5 separate regions of the Mus musculus genome follow, and regions 1, 2, 3 and 4 are each linked to region 5. Evidence: chromatin contacts called from public Hi-C, HiChIP or PLAC-seq and promoter capture Hi-C data. All regions are on one chromosome and are shown on one strand. The core of a region is the stretch at or near the end of the contact, and the rest is flanking DNA. Distances in the headings are between cores, read along the strand shown. Region 1 overlaps Ubap1 (ubiquitin-associated protein 1). Region 2 holds the start of Ubap1 (ubiquitin-associated protein 1). Region 3 holds the start of Spink4 (serine peptidase inhibitor, Kazal type 4). Region 4 holds the start of Bag1 (BCL2-associated athanogene 1). Region 5 holds the start of Ube2r2 (ubiquitin-conjugating enzyme E2R 2).

Region 1 (2,848 bases), core at 159-2,658, 230 kb after region 5:
CTTCTTTTTCAGGTTCTAAATGGCTTCTAAGAAGTTGGGGACAGATGTTCATGGTGAGTGGTGTTAAATATTAAGATTTAAGCTATGATTTGATCAGGGAATTTGAGTTAATTTAGTATTATGTTATTGTTTCTTTATACTGAGCAGCCTGAGTAATATAGAGTTGTACAAAACAGCATGTGCATCTCAGGGCCTGCAGTTGTTTAAAAGGATTGCTTCAAATGCCTGCTTACACTGTGGCCTTCAGAGCTACACATGGGCCTGCCTCTTGTGCTTCAGCGTTAGTCCTTTTTCTGTTCATGGTTGTAGCTTCTCCATCTGTTTGGATGGAGGTTCTAAGCCTTTAGTTAATGAGGTCTGTTTTGGTCCTGCATCACACGCATGCCCCCCCATTCCCCAAAAGCAGTTTGCTGTGTCAGTTGGAGCGTTATGAAGGTACAAGTAAGATTTAGAGTGTTACACAGGAGCTCATTGTTTTGTTTCTCTCATCTTCCCCCTTCTTCCTGTGTGTGTGTGTGTGTGTGTGTGTGTTTCTCTGGGTATTGGACCTAGGGTATTTTTTTTTTTAAATGTTTTATGGGGGCTGGAGAGATGGCTCAGTGGTTAAGAGTACTGGCTGCTCTTCAGGAGGTTCTGAGTTCAAATCCCAGCAACCATATGGAGGCTCACAACCATCTGTAAAGAGACCTGATTCCCTCTTCTGGTGTCTGAAGACAGCTACAGTGAACTTACATAAAATAAATAAAATAAATCTTTGCTACATTATCAAAATCCTGTCTCAAAAAAATCAAGATTATCCCCAAACTATTTTTTTTGGACACGTGATCTCTTTGGCTCCTGAGGGTTGGGACTAAAGGAATGTGCCCATCACTGAACTAAGTTTTATTATTTGCACTTGTAGAGAATTTAGACTCCTAAATAGTTAAGATTAGACCATTTTGTTCTTTAGTAGGCACTTACCCAGAAGAATCCAAGACTTCAGATTTTTTTTTTTCCTCCTAAGACAGGGTTTCTCTGTGCAGCCCTGGCTGTCCTGGAACTCGCTCTGTAGACCAGGCTGGCCTCGAACTCAGAAATCCGCCTGCCTCTGCCTCCCAAGTGCTGGGACTAAAGGCATGCGCCACCGCCACCACCACCCGGAGACTTCAGATTTTTGTACAACTGATTTTCCATTTTAAAAACTGCATTGGGGGCTGGGAGAGCTGGCTCAGCAGTTGAGATAATAAATTAGTCATTCAGAGGAGTTAGGTTTGGTTCCCATCAGCCACAACTGCCCCAGTTCCACCATCTCCAGGGGATCCATTGCCTCTGTCTCCTTTGACACCTCACTAATATGGCATACACATACAGGCATGGTTTTAGACACTGCACATCATTGTGGCAGTGGTCCACTAGGCTGCACGGCAGCTTGTGCTGCAGAGCTCTTCTGAGCTGGAGTCACTCAGCTGTGTCAGAATGACGCAGCAGTTGTTGCTTACAAACTTTGTGAAATATCTTTGAAAATTTATATTGCCACACATACACATGTAAGTTGCATAATACTGTGTTTGTTCATGTGGTGTTACATCACTCAAACTGTGCAGTTCACAGTCAGTAGCTCAGGTGGGAGATCTTCCAGATACACTATCCTACTGAATAATCATGAGAGGATGTTGTCTAGCATCAGTAATTGTAGAGGGACACACGTGACTTGTACACATCTTACTTTCGGTTACTTGTTCTCTTTTTTCTTTGTATTGGTGGTGGTGGTGTCATTGATGTTGAGACAAGGTCTTAGTATGTAGCCTTGGCTAGCCTGGAGTTTGCTGTGTAGACCAGGCTGGCTTGGAACTCACAGAGGCTACCTACCCCAGCTTCCTAAGGGCTGGGTTAAAGCTGTGTGCTACTACATCTCCTATTATTATTACTATTATTATAAATTATTTTTTGTATATGAGTACACTGTAGCTGTACAGATGGTTCCAAACCTTCATTTGGTTGTTGGGACTTGAATTTTTAGGACCTCTGGTTAGCTCTGGTTAACCCTACTCGCTCTGGTCAACTCTGCTCGCTCAGTCCCTGCTTGCTCTGACCCAAAGATTTATTTATTATTATACATAAGTACACTGTAGCTGACTTCTGATACACCAGAAGAAGGCGTCAGATCTCATTACATGTGGTTGCTGGGAATTGAACTCAGGACCTCTGGAAGAGCAGTCAGTGCTCTTATCCACTGAGTCATCTCGCCAGCCCCTATAATTAATATTGATATTATGATGTATGTGCCTGTGTGTGCATGCCCATGGCATGAGTGGAAGTCAGTGAACAACTTCTCTCTTTCACCACATGGATTTAGGAGATTGTGGTAGCAAGCACTTTTGTTTTGTTTTGTTTTGTTTTTCGAGACAGGGTTTCTCTGTATAGCCCTGGCTGTCCTGGAACTCACTTGGTAGACCAGTCTGGCCTTGAACTCAGAAATCCGCCTGCCTCTGCCTCCCAAGTGCTGGGATTAAAGGCGTGCGCCACCACACCCTGCATGGTAGCAAGCACTTTTACCCACCGAGCCATTTTCTCTGGCCCTAACCTAACATTTTAAGTCTGTCTGTCTGTCTGTCTCTTTGCCTGTTTCTTTGCCCCCTCCCCCCCCATTCTCTCTGTGTGTGTAGTCCAGTCAACATCAGATGTCCTCCTCTGTTGCTTACTGCCTACTTTTTTTTTTTTTTTTTTTTTTAACACAGGGTCTCTCACTAAGACTGAGAGTAGTGGATTTGGCTAGAGTTTCTGGCCAGTGAGACCTCAGGCTCCTCCTGTCCCTGCTCCCCAAGCACTGTTATTTTCATGTGTGCCAGTGTGCCTGTTTTTGTTTTTT
Region 2 (2,717 bases), core at 40-2,539, 210 kb after region 5:
GAGTTCCAGGACAGCCAGTATTAAATATTGCAAGTTTAGGACCAGTCTAGATTACACAAGACCCTGCTTCAAACAAGAGAGTCAAACACACACACACACACACACACACACACACACACACACAGACGGAGAGACAGACAATCACACAGACTCCCACAGGCATGCATGTGTGCGTGTACGTGAGAGACAGACAGAGAGAGAGAGAGAGAGAGAGAGAGAGAGAGAGAGAGAGCTGGAAAATCTGACCATTTCCTTTCTGTATTGCATGTTGTAGTGAAGTCTCTCCTGAAGCTGCCCAAGTTCACTCCTACTCCCTAACGTTCACTGCTTTCACTTTAGTGTAGAGGTTCCCCCCCCCCCCCCCCCCCCGTGTGAGCCACCCACTTATTATGGCCACTTTCATTCTCCAGAGTTCTGCTTTGCTCACTGGCCTTTCCACAGATCTGTTAACTAAATACAGATAACCAAAAATTGACAGTTTGCTGTTCCTTGCTCACCGTGACCCCCTCCCCACAATGTTGCACCCAGAGTTAGAGCCTCCTCATTTTTCAAAGCTCAAATACCATCTTGTCTGCTACATAAAATCTGGAGACAAAACAGGCTGGAAAAGTAGACAGGGCAGTGCATTGTGTTTTCTCCAAAGCACTTTATGTCAGCTAAGGATGCTTGTCTAGGAGGCCCTGGGTTTGATCTCTAAGCACTTTCCATACCAGTAATACTCTTTGAGTTTTACTAGAGTCAACTCTCTCTGATCTTATTTCTTCCATTGATCATGAAATTTTAGAGAAAAATATTAATTTAATCAAATTATAAATTCTCCATGAGCCTATATCCAATACACAGAAAGCAGTGAAGGCTTGGATTGTGTTTCGACTTTGAATGCACTGGATATTAAAATTGAAGAGACATTTATAGTTACTGTTTAACCAATTTATTTATAAACTTGGGTCTAGGATATATGAGACCTGTTCTGAAAAACAACAAAACCTCAAAATAAATGGAGAAAGTGAGACCAAAGAGTATGAGACTGGTCTACGAGTCTGAGAGGGTTTCTAATTTCCAAAGAGGATTCGCGGCTAAGGCTTTGGGCGTGTCCTCGCCTTGGCCGCGCCTCTTATCCCGAGTCTTACCCTCTCAGTGACCCCTCCTTTCTTCTTCCCCTTAGGGTCCGCAGGGATCCTTCAGTAAGGAAGCTCCCGGTTGCAGGAACCCTTCAGCTCTGGAAGAGGGATTTAGTTACGTCACTGTCGGCTCCTCCCATTGGTCGGGGCGGGTGGGGTGCGGCGCCATGATGTCAGACGCCTAAAGGGGCGGAGCGTCGAGGGGAAGGAGGAGGGAAGTAGGCCTTCAACATGGCGGCTGTGGTACTGGTGGTGGCTACGGTGACGGTCTGGCTCGGGGCGGGTAGAGTTGGAAGAGGTGGTGTTTGCTCTCCCTAGGGGCAGCGGGAGCCCAGCGGAGACTGAGCCCGGGAGGCCGGGCGGCGCCAGCACCTTTCAGCTTTCGGGACAGCAGCGGCATTCAGGTGAGGGGGCCTGTCTCTGGGGGAGGGGGAGAGGGGCGGAGTTGGGGGAAGGGGCCGGTACGGGGCGACCGGGAGGAGGGAAGATGGGGACCGGGCGCCCAGGAGCCTGGAGGGATGAAAGGATCTGGAGTAAAGGAGCGGGAGGGAGGAAGAGCCGGACGACGACCGACGACTCGGGGCGGATTCTGGGCGAAGGGTCAGAGTGACGGGACCGGAGTTGAAGGGGCGGAGGGCGGACGGGATGCGGGCAAATGAGTTCGGATTAAGGGGACTAATTCGCTCAGAAGACAGGCTCAGTGGAAATCTCGAGCTTGAGGGAAAGATTTCTCTCAGTGGGAGCTAGAGCCGGTCCAGGAGAGGAACCCCGATTTAGTAAAGAAGGTAGCGCGCTGGGGAGTTGAGGGTGAGCTTGGGATGTGAGGATTTAGTTATCTGAGCGAGAGATGAGGGAGAGAAATCAGACCAGGGGGTGACTGCTTTGGGGGATATCTTTGGCATTGTGTGGTCTTCTCTAACTGTCTCATCACTGTGGTCTTCTCTAGATTTTTCTTCCTTTTTTAATTTTCTGGGCGATTACCTGGACTATACCCCTGGGTCTCAGAAACAACCCCGTGTCTTTCTTTTGAGGCTAAGCATTTCTCTTGACCAGCGATCCCTCACCTTTGTGTTGTTGCCTCGTGTTTTTTGAGTTGAGACTTAGAAATATAATTATTTAAAACAATTTTGTATTGAACTGGAGTGAGATTTTGATACTTTTTAGACAGACATCATAGAGTGTTGTAAACTCAAATTCTGTTCACATTTTCATGGATAAAGTGTTTTGTCTTCTCAGTTGTAATTGTTAGTATTTGGGAATTTGAATAAACATGGTGTGTGTTACCTGAATTTTTTTTTTTTAATTTGATGGTATAACAAGGCATTTCGTTTTCATTGATAAATAGGTCTTCTAGGGGCGAGGAGAGAAGGTTAAACAATTCAGAGCACTCATTCTTGCAGAGGACCCAACCAAGTTCAACTCTCAGTTCCCACATGATATCTCACAGTCATCCATAACTCCAGTGCCACCTTTTGATGCTCCTCTGCTAATAGGCAGGGATGTGGTATATATACATACATCATGCAGGCAAAACACTCAGATATATGAAATAAATCTAAAAGCGTTTCTTTTTCTTTTTTTGGTCAGTAAGCTCAG
Region 3 (3,081 bases), core at 513-3,012, 220 kb before region 5:
CATTTTTGTTTTGTTTTGTTTTAGATCTCTCTTATGTGTTTGGATGTTTTGTCTGCAAATATGCATGTGTACTATGTGTGTCCTGACGAAGTCAGAAGAGGGCTTCAGATCCCCTGGAATTAGAGTTATTGATGGTTGTTAGTCATCATGTGGGTGCTTGGAATTGAACCTGGGTCCTCTGCAAGAGCATTCAGTATTCTTAGCCACTGAGCCATCTCCCCTATATGGCGTAATATAATGTGATATAGATATAGATAGTATAGATATATATTGATATATATTGATAGATAGAGATATATATATTGATATTGTCAGTCAGTTGTCCCCACTTCATGGTATCAAAAAAGGAGGTAGAGGTGACAGGCTCGTCAGGATCCAAGTTTAGTTCCCAGCACCCCTATGAGATAGCTCAGTCACCTGTAACTCCAGCTCCCGAGGATCTGATGCCCTCTTCTGAGCTCCACGGGCATCTGCACTCATACATGTGCAAACCCACACACAAGCACACAGACACATATGTAAGAAAAAAATGTTTAACACATTAAAAAAAAATAAAAGCAAGTTTTAGGGGCTGGAGAGGGCTTGGTTAAGAGCGCTTGTTGCTTTTGCAGGGGATCTGGGTTTGGTTGCCAGCACCGACCTGCATAGGGTTTTACAGCCAGGGGATCCAGCACCCTCTTCTGTCCTTTGAAGGCACCAAACATACGCATGGTGCCCACATATACATACAGGCAAAACACTCATACTCATAAAATAAAAATAAATCTTTTTTTTTTTTCGTTTTTCGAGAGGGTTTCTCTGTATAGCCCTGGCTGTCCTGGAGCTCACTTTGTAGACCAGGCTGGCCTCGAACTCAGAAATCCGCCTGCCTCTGCCTCCCGAGTGCTGGGATTAAAGGTGTGTGCCACCATGCCCGGCAAAATAAATCTTAAAAAATCCTTTTAAAAAGCTTTTCGGGGACTGGAGAGATGGTTCAGTGGTTAAGAGCATTGACTGCTCTTCTGAAGGTTCTGAGTTCAAATCCCAACAACCACATGGTGGCACAACCATCTGTAATAAGATCTGACACCGTCTTCTGGTGTGTCTGAAGACACCTACCATGTACTTATATATAATAGTAAATAAATCTAAAAAAAAAAGAATTTAAAAAAAAGTTTTTCAAATTAGTTCCCTTTACCTTATTCCGCACTGTCTGCCGTCTCCACCACTGTCCCCAGGGGAGCCCTAGGATAGGAGCTGAGCCAGAACTATCACCTTTGTGTGGGCTCCTGTCTCAATACGTTGAACGGGAACTGGGGTTGATCAGCAGAAAAGCGTTTGCCCAGGACTGCCAAGACACAAACTCAGTCCTCAGCAGGAGAACCAAACACTTATGTGAGGTCCAAAGTGGCCGAGGCATCCATGACTCTCTTCCCCTCTCCCTGTCTCCTGCTGTGCCCCCTACTTTCATCCCCTGTTGTCATCTGTTTCTGTGTTTCTCTCTGCTTCCTCTCCCTCCCACTTCTTGCTTTAATAGACACATGGTGGCAGCTTTGCAACCTGTCCAAACCCTTTTTGCTTGCTCTGGACACCTGCCAGCCCCAGCTCTGCCCTAGGGCCCAGCGTTATATCACCACAAAGTCAGCTTTGAGCCTTGAGCAGGCCCTTCCCAGGTGTCAGGATGAAGAGATTAACGGGGTGACACTGTAGCTGCCAACTGGTCACAGATAAGATAAGAGTGGAGATCAGCACAATAAATAGGTCCCAACCTCACTGTCAGCCCGGCCCACACTTGACTGCAGTCACATAGCTCACAAGCAGCATGGCTATGCATCTGTGGCTGGTCACCCTGACCTTGGTTCCCCTCCTTGGCATGGACAGGGGTGAGTGGGCAGAACTTGGTCTCTCTGAAGCTTGATCTTAGGGGGTGAGCTTGGGTGTGGGGGCAGAGGCAAGGCCAGGAGCTTCCTGTGAGGCCTGGCCTTTCTGCATAGCTCTTCTGTCTGTATTCATCCTACCATAGTAGGCAAAACACTGGGAGAAAAGGGATGGGTTCAGTCCTGACTCTGGACCAGAACCTGCCAAGTTCTCATCCCTTGAGTCTGTAAAGTAGGATGCCATTTCAGTTTGAAGATGTCTTGAGCAATTATGGACTGGAGGCTGAGAAGATAGAAGGAACAGTCAGGCCCCAGGTTGACTGTGGGGTGGTGAGTGCTAAGAGAGACTTGTTCCAGGCCCTCAGGGCCCTGTTCTGTTTTGACAAGGTGCAGTAGGGGACCCAAGACAACCACTTAAGCATATAGTGGGGGCCTTGGGTGGTTAGACATATACCAGAGGTGGACTTCCTCAAGGCCAGGAGCATCTCAGCAGTCTCGAAACTGCTGTCAGATACTTTTCTTGTCCTTTAACATAGAAAGGAGCAGAACAAGAAAAGCACCGTCCCTACAGATCTTAAACTTGGTGTGTGGGTGGGTGATAGACAATGAATAGTGTACAAGAATATGGCAAAGGCTAAGAAAAGCATGGAGCTGTGTGATGTGGGTTGGGAGGGAACTGCAGTGTTAAATCAGGGAGGGGGTGTCTCTTAGATGCAGGTTTGGGGAGAGCTTGAAGAAGGTGAGGGGGTGAAGGTATTTTGGACAAGAATGTTCTGGTGGAGGAACCAGCCAATACAAGGGCCCTGAGGTAGAAGCATGTTAGAGTGTTTGAGGTGCTGTGTGGCTGTAGGGGGGTGAAGGGCATGGTACAGAGAAAGAAGACAGGAGAGGAGGGGAGGGGGATGGAAGGAATGGAAAGGTGAGGTGGGGAGAGGCAGCTGAGAGCTATGTTAGACAAAGTCTTGGGAGCCAATGTGAGAACCTTTTCCTCAGAGTGAAGTGGGAGCCAGTGTCAGGCTTGGAGTGGAGTTAAACCTTTAAAGAATGTTCTAGCTTGTATGGTGAGGACAAACAGAACAGGGAAGCAGAGAAGCCCATTGGGATGAAGTAGGCAAGAGTCACATTATAAAGCAGTGTGCAGCAGGACCGTAGGGCCATTGACTCCATGCCCCACACTGCACTGCACCTCGTGCTGGTCACATCTGGGAGCTGGGTGATTAGGAAG
Region 4 (2,875 bases), core at 195-2,694, 190 kb before region 5:
ATTGGTCTTGTTTTCCCTGATGTCACCAGCAAGGGACTGTTTTCCTCCAAGTCTTTCATACTGGGTACACCTATGTACACCATAGTTAATGGTTAGTTAGCAAAGACAAACAAACGAAACCAATCCAACAACAGAGAGGTTTTTTCTTTTGTTTTAAAACAGGTACTCAATCTTTTCTAAGTAAGTGGAGTTCAAATCCACCTTTAGATTGCGCTCCCAACCAGTCAAGAGTCAGAAGGAGTCCTAGTTCCTATTTGTGCCTCACAGATCAGACATCAAGAGGCCTTTGGGGGGGTGGGGGTGGGGATTCATCTCAAAGTTTCATAAAACTGCTGGATATAGAGCCATGGTTTAGGTAGCAAAGTTTGTTGTTAGTCTTTCCTAACTGATTCTAAGGAAATGTCATGGCTTCAGCTTTCTCGTGTACTTCCCAAGGTTTTTAGTTCTGTGTTGATGTAACCAGATGTCCAGAAAGTAACTCTTGGACTCACGGCCCATTGAACCTGCGGTTCTATGACATCCAACAAAAACACTACTCAGTAAATAAGGAACAGCGGGATCACGCACCAAGTTCGTACTCTTTACACTGGTGGATGTCCAGAACCACGGAAGTTCTACACACAAGAAGGCCTAATATAAGCCTGACACAAAGACCCACGATTACTAGCGTTACACACTCAACTTTGCTTCCAAATAGAGGATCCAATAAGTGTCCAGGGACCGGCCACAGGGAAAGATGTCCTGACACCAGCCCTAAGCAAAAACATCCCCAAATATATATAGCCAAGAACCCATGTTTCTTTCTCCCAAGACTACATGTGGCCAAACCCACATATCCCAACCCGATCTACGGAACCCTCCTTGGCGCTCACTGTGGGTGACGATCACGCTGAGTCTGGGTGTTTCCATTTCCTCCGTCTGGACCATCTCCTCGGTCTTGGCCATGTTGTCGGTCTGGGTCACCTCTTCTGCCACAGTTACTTCCTCGGTTTGGGTCGCCTCCTCGATCTTGGTCACCTCCTCTACCTGGGTCCCGGTCACGTTCTTGCTACGGGTCACTTTCTTACTTCTAGTCAACTCCCTGCTGCTGCTCCCTACCTTCTCGCTCTGAGAAGAGCGGGGCCGGACTTTCTTCTTCACCCGCGGCTTGCAGGCGCCGGCGGCGGCGCCCCTGGTGGATCGGTCATGCCCGCTGGCTGCACTGCGCACAGAGGAACGCTGAGAGGGAGGCAAGCCCCGCTCGGCCCGGGACTCCGACTGGCGCGGCTCCCGGGCAGGCCGAGGGGCGCGCAGCCTGGGTCCCAGCGGCTCCCGGTCGCCTCGCGGTCGCCGCGCGGCGCTGCGACCCGCCAGGCCGCGTTTGTTCACAGCGCAGCGGTGGCTACCGGGCGCGCAGCCTTGCAACCCCGCCCCACTACTCACCAGTTCCGCCCCATCTACTCGCCACGCCCTCGGAACTGACCCTGCTTCAGGCCCCGCCCTATCCGCCCAGCCGCGTCTAAGCCCCACCCACTCCGCCAAGGCACCGCCCTATCCCTCCTCATAAGCCCCTCCTTCAGAAGTCTTTCCACCTCTCCCAGAGCTCCGCGCTCCTTCTCCGGAAGGAGGAGCTGAAAACACGGAAAAGGGATCGGGAGACTCGGGCGAGCACTCTGCGCCTGCGCATGGGGTGGGGGAAGCCGGAAATTGACACCAGAGCGACTACGCTTCCGTTTCTGGTTTTCCTCCAGTGTTTGGGTTTCCTCGCAGCCGGCCAAGATGAACCGATTCTTCGGAAAAGCGAAACCCAAGGCTCCGCCACCTAGCTTGACGGACTGCATTGGGACGGTGGGCATTTGACTTTGCATACCTCTGACACTCCGACCCGTCCATCCCGAATTCGTACTCCACCCCATTCCTGGTTCGGGCCCATTAAACCTGAGTCTTCTTCATCCCCACCCCTTTCATCCCTGTTTTCCAGGTCATTCCTGACCCCAGAGACCAGACAGTCTAATCTCATCATTCTTTCGCCCTTACTGCACTTAGCTCTTTCCGATGCCCACTGTGCCCCACCCCTTCTTCCTCGCTTTGGTTCCCACATTCCAACCTACGTACCCTATGTCACTACACCCCACTTTGTCTAACCTGGCCTTTTAAAAACCCTTTTTCACTCTTCTCCCCTTACCCATGTCAGGGTTAACATATCTGTACCTTAGTCCTGGGTCTGAGTAGCATAGAATTCTGAATCTTGGCCCTTCCAGATTAAACCTGATCTCGGAAATGGTTTTAGATCTCATCTTAGCCTGTGTTGATTGGTTCATTCCACGCACGTTCATGCAGAGTCCCAAACTGACTATTCTCCTACTTGGGAAATCTCAGCCAGCGGAGAGAATCCCAAATCGTTTTCCTCAAGAGAGGGCTGCTATATCAGAATCTAGGAGGTGGGAGAGAGTTTATGAAAGCCCTCCAATGGTTCGGGCTGGAATTCCCCACCCTTAAGAAAAACCCTATTTTCTGCCCTTTGCTATATTGTTCCTTTTTTCTTTTGCATATCCCTCTCTTTCTGCCCCTTTCCATGTAAACATATTACAATAATTACCACTGCATGTGATGTTTTCTTCCAAGGTGGATAGCAGGGCAGAATCCATTGACAAAAAGATTTCCCGGCTGGATGCTGAACTAGTGAAATATAAGGATCAAATCAAGAAGATGAGAGAGGGTCCTGCTAAGGTAAGGCTGGTGACAACTGTTGTAGGAAGTACTGTGAAGGGACTGACTGGTGAAGGATACAAGAAAAATACACGAAATCTGGTAAAGAGAAGCTACTTGTGAGGACCTGTTCTTCAGGGAACAGAAGCTACAGCCATATACAAGAGGGAGGCTGGGTTTTAATGTG
Region 5 (3,060 bases), core at 294-2,793:
TGTAGACCAGGCTATCTTTGAATTCACAATCAGACTGTCTCTGCCTATCAAGTGCTGGAATCAAAAGTATGTGCCACCATTATAGCAAACAATCCTAGAGTATTCTAATCCAGGAACTGAAGACTGTGTCTCCCTAGCCACGCCACGGCCAGGTAGATCCGTAGAGTTAAAAAGCTCCACCGCAGCCGTCTGTTTTTAGAGAGAGGGTCTCATTATGTAGTACTGACTGGTAAGGAACTACTTAAGTAGACCAGGTTGGCCTCACACTGATCATTTTGCTTTTGTCCCCTTCCAAGGCCACACTAGGCCAACATCAATATTTTGCAAAGAAGTAGACTAAGTTATAGCCAGCGCTCTTCCCCAAATCTCATGGAAGCCCCGTAATCGGGCTCAACATTAGTTCTCTCCGCTTTCTACACAACCTACTACTTACTCTCGGTAAAAGGAAGCGGGAGCTTGCCTGCTTTTCTCTAGCTTTCCTTTGGGAGACTGCCTCCCCTGAGGTGGGAGACACAACCTACTGAAGCACTACTAAGTGTAAGGACCACAGCCTGGGTGTCACCGAGGGGTGCATGCGGAGGACCAGGGCTCCTCACAGGAAGGTTGCGGAGGCCAGGGGACACACTGGGCGCTAGTGCTGAGAGCCTTAGGAGCTGAGGTTCCTTCCGGGACACGCCTCTGGAACCGCGGCGTCCAGCCGCACAACCGTCACTTAGGGCCCAAAGTAATCCTCTGCGACCCGCCCTTGATCCCCACCTCCGCTTGGCTCTTTAAGGGTGGGGGACACGCGCAAGCGTCACAAAGCGCAGCCACCGTGGGGCCTGGCCGGGGTTGGGGGTGGGGGTTGGAGGGGGGAGTGGAGAAGCGAGCAGGCAGGAGCAGAGTAGAGCAGAGCACAGCGAGGAGGGCGGGGGGGGGGGGAGGGAAGGAGGGAGGGAGGGGCGCGCGCACGCGCACCGGGCCGCTGTCGCCGCGAGCCGCCCCCCTCCCGGCGCGCGCCCCTCCTCCTCTCCCTCCCTCCCTCCCTCCCTCCTTCTCTGCTCTGTTGCTCCCGCGGCGCGAGGCGCTCTCGCTCTCCTCCTCCGCCCCTCCCCCCGCGCAGCCGCCGCCGCCGCCGTCCCGAGACCCCAGCGCACGGCGCGCCCTCCCTCGTGCGCCCCTCCGGCCCCCGCGGAGAACGAGAGGGCGAGCGAGCACGGCGATCCCGGGCCGCCTCGGCCCCCCCACCCCTGTCTTCACCATCGTCTGCCCTCCGCCGCCTTCCTTCGCTTCCACCTCCACTCCCCCCCCCATAAGTAGAGGCCCCCTCCGGGGGGGGGAGGCCCGGAGCCCGGAGCGGATTCCCCCAACTCCCTTAGGCCCGCCCCCGCCCGGCCCGAGTGTGAGGAGGGCCCGGGCCGGCCCGAGTCGTGAGTGAGGAGGACCCCGGGCGGGCCCGCGGGCCGTCTGGGGCCTGGTCCGGCCCCGCCAGGCGTGTGAGGACAGACAGGGGCCCGGCCCGGCCCGAGGGCGAGCGGAGGGGAGGGGCCTGGTCCGGCCCGGCCGGTGCGCGAGGACTGGGGCCGCGGCCCCGCACGGCCGCCGCCGCCGCGATGGCCCAGCAGCAGATGACCAGCTCGCAGAAAGCCCTGATGCTTGAGCTGAAATCCCTGCAGGAGGAACCGGTGGAGGGCTTCCGGATCACCCTGGTGGATGAGTCCGACCTCTACAACTGGGAGGTGGCCATCTTCGGACCCCCTAACACCCTCTACGAAGGCGGCTACTTCAAGGTACCGCCACCCTTTCTCGGCCCAGCTTCCCCGGTCTCGGCTTTCCGCCGCTGGCGGGGAGCGTGAGCTCGGGGGAGCCGGGGGTGGGGGGTGGGGGCTCCTCACCTCGCAGCCCCCTCCCCCATCCGTAGAGGCAGGAAGGCCTTGCTCACCAAGTGCCTTTTCTTTGTCATGGGGCGGGGGCGGGAGGCCAGACTGCACCGGGAAATAGGAAAAGCCTCTTTGGCTGGGGTAGTGGCTATCGGGAAGGAGGGCTGCCTTTGTTTTGTTTCTCCAGCTGAGGGGTGTGTGGAAATAGGGATGGTCTAGCTTCTCTTTCTCGGACCCATCTGAGCCTTCTCTGCGCAGGCTGGAACTGCCCCAGAGGGCAGGGTGACCTGCACTTACTGGATTGGACTTTTCTCTTTTTTAGGGGGGTGTGGGGGAGGAATATTAGCCTGTCATTGCCCGTGTTGCTAGTGCCCTGACATTTGGAGGATTTGTTGGTCTTGGGTAGTGGTAGTCCAACTTTTGATTACAGTAGGTGGTAATAAGGAAGAGGACCATGGGGGTGGCCAAAAAAGGGAGGGTGGTGTGCTGGCCGTTGTCTTGTTGTTCATCCACTCGAGGGGACTTTAATTTAGTCCTCTTTCTGTCCTCGTTTTCCATTTACTTTATAGTCAGTCTCTGCTGCTTCCAAAATGCCCTTTGTCCTTTCCTACCAAGTTTACTAGCACCCCCCCCCCCCCCCCCACACACTCCATGTACAAACATCCACAAAGGGTGGAACGCGTCAGGCAGATTGATAGTTTCCCACTTTCGAGAGACAAGATTAAAAGCTTTTGCTTAGGTGGTTAGCTCCAACAAATGGGGTCGTCCCACAGATGAGCTGCATCCGAGGTGATAGGCTTTCTCATGGTGGAGTGTTTCCTTAGGCTGCCACTATATAGACATTGTTTCCATTAATTATTTCTGAGTTCAGTACTTGGAGATACTGTTTTTGTTTTGTTTTGTTTTGTTTTGTCTTGATTTGACTGAAGCAGTTTATTTGGAGGGTAGAATCCCTGAGTGAAGATGTTGTGGGGGGTAGAGACAGAGGGAATGGGTGTTTAGGAATTCATTTATTATTTTATTTCCAAAATTAGGTAAAATAGGCCAATGAGTCAGTTTTCGTTTGTTTTGAAGGGAGGGGTTATCTTGGCACAAGTTTTAAACGAATATCTTAGTCATGTAGTTGTGATGGGTATTTTTAGGACTGCCCAACTACTTACCTCTTATTTTCTACCGTCCAAAAGCCTCAAATTTCAGGCTT

Evidence for each region. Promoter capture Hi-C pulls out the DNA fragments that hold promoters and counts their contacts. A called contact is a pair of places that touch in the nucleus more often than the background predicts. HiChIP or PLAC-seq counts read pairs in DNA pulled down with a chosen protein or histone mark.
Region 1: a contact with region 5 is called in a Hi-C map of bone marrow, with 2.6 times the contacts expected there. The contact joins the enhancer-like site here to the promoter of Ube2r2 in region 5. A contact is called at or near these places in 5 of 39 promoter capture datasets (the C10 cell line, the HPC-7 cell line, cranial neural crest and 2 more), 3 of 484 Hi-C or Micro-C datasets (CD8 T cells, bone marrow and muscle stem cells), 8 of 115 datasets of contacts at active chromatin or transcription factors (the 230-238 cell line, the HPC-7 cell line, bone marrow-derived macrophages and 3 more) and 3 of 9 other capture datasets (adipose tissue, liver and pancreatic islet).
Region 2: a contact with region 5 is called in an H3K4me3 HiChIP or PLAC-seq map of embryonic stem cells, with 22 read pairs. The contact joins the promoter of Ubap1 here to the promoter of Ube2r2 in region 5. A contact is called at or near these places in 8 of 39 promoter capture datasets (the HPC-7 cell line, cranial neural crest, embryonic stem cells and 5 more), 12 of 484 Hi-C or Micro-C datasets (CD4 T cells, CD8 T cells, embryonic stem cells and 3 more), 13 of 115 datasets of contacts at active chromatin or transcription factors (the 230-238 cell line, the SCID.adh cell line, bone marrow-derived macrophages and 7 more) and 3 of 9 other capture datasets (adipose tissue, liver and pancreatic islet).
Region 3: an HNF4G HiChIP or PLAC-seq map of pancreatic cancer cells shows a contact between it and region 5. The contact joins the promoter of Spink4 here to the promoter of Ube2r2 in region 5. A contact is called at or near these places in 1 of 39 promoter capture datasets (hematopoietic stem and progenitor cells), 1 of 484 Hi-C or Micro-C datasets (embryonic stem cells), 2 of 115 datasets of contacts at active chromatin or transcription factors (bone marrow-derived macrophages and pancreatic cancer cells) and 1 of 9 other capture datasets (liver).
Region 4: a promoter capture Hi-C map of second pharyngeal arch cranial neural crest shows a contact between it and region 5. The contact joins the promoter of Bag1 here to the promoter of Ube2r2 in region 5. A contact is called at or near these places in 10 of 39 promoter capture datasets (the C10 cell line, the HPC-7 cell line, cranial neural crest and 6 more), 22 of 484 Hi-C or Micro-C datasets (CD4 T cells, CD8 T cells, the G1E-ER4 cell line and 16 more), 6 of 115 datasets of contacts at active chromatin or transcription factors (the SCID.adh cell line, bone marrow-derived macrophages, effector CD8 T cells and 2 more) and 3 of 9 other capture datasets (adipose tissue, liver and pancreatic islet).

What each region holds. Positions count from the first base shown.
Region 1 is chr4:41,366,878-41,369,725 of GRCm38.p6, forward strand. Ubap1 (ubiquitin-associated protein 1) reads left to right here. Exons shown (of 7, transcript NM_023305.3): 2 at 13-53. The coding sequence starts at 20. Among named protein-coding and RNA genes, the nearest start is that of Ubap1, 19 kb to the left of the region's middle. Within about 2 kb of position 1,409, at least 63 of the 459 cell types and tissues checked have an H3K27ac peak or open chromatin away from gene starts, as enhancers often do. A contact at or near this core is called in adipose tissue, bone marrow, bone marrow-derived macrophages and 1 more, where this site is marked.
Region 2 is chr4:41,347,707-41,350,423 of GRCm38.p6, forward strand. It overlaps Ubap1 (ubiquitin-associated protein 1), which reads left to right and starts at 1,290. Exons shown (of 7, transcript NM_023305.3): 1 at 1,290-1,525.
Region 3 is chr4:40,918,294-40,921,374 of GRCm38.p6, forward strand. It overlaps Spink4 (serine peptidase inhibitor, Kazal type 4), which reads left to right and starts at 1,763. Exons shown (of 4, transcript NM_011463.2): 1 at 1,763-1,862. The coding sequence starts at 1,802.
Region 4 is chr4:40,946,850-40,949,724 of GRCm38.p6, forward strand. It overlaps Bag1 (BCL2-associated athanogene 1), which reads right to left and starts at 1,445. Exons shown (of 7, transcript NM_001171739.1): 1 at 873-1,445. The coding sequence starts at 945. Chmp5 (charged multivesicular body protein 5) reads left to right here and starts at 1,704. Exons shown (of 8, transcript NM_029814.1): 1 at 1,704-1,827; 2 at 2,605-2,709. The coding sequence starts at 1,759.
Region 5 is chr4:41,134,478-41,137,537 of GRCm38.p6, forward strand. It overlaps Ube2r2 (ubiquitin-conjugating enzyme E2R 2), which reads left to right and starts at 1,544. Exons shown (of 5, transcript NM_026275.4): 1 at 1,544-1,769. The coding sequence starts at 1,593.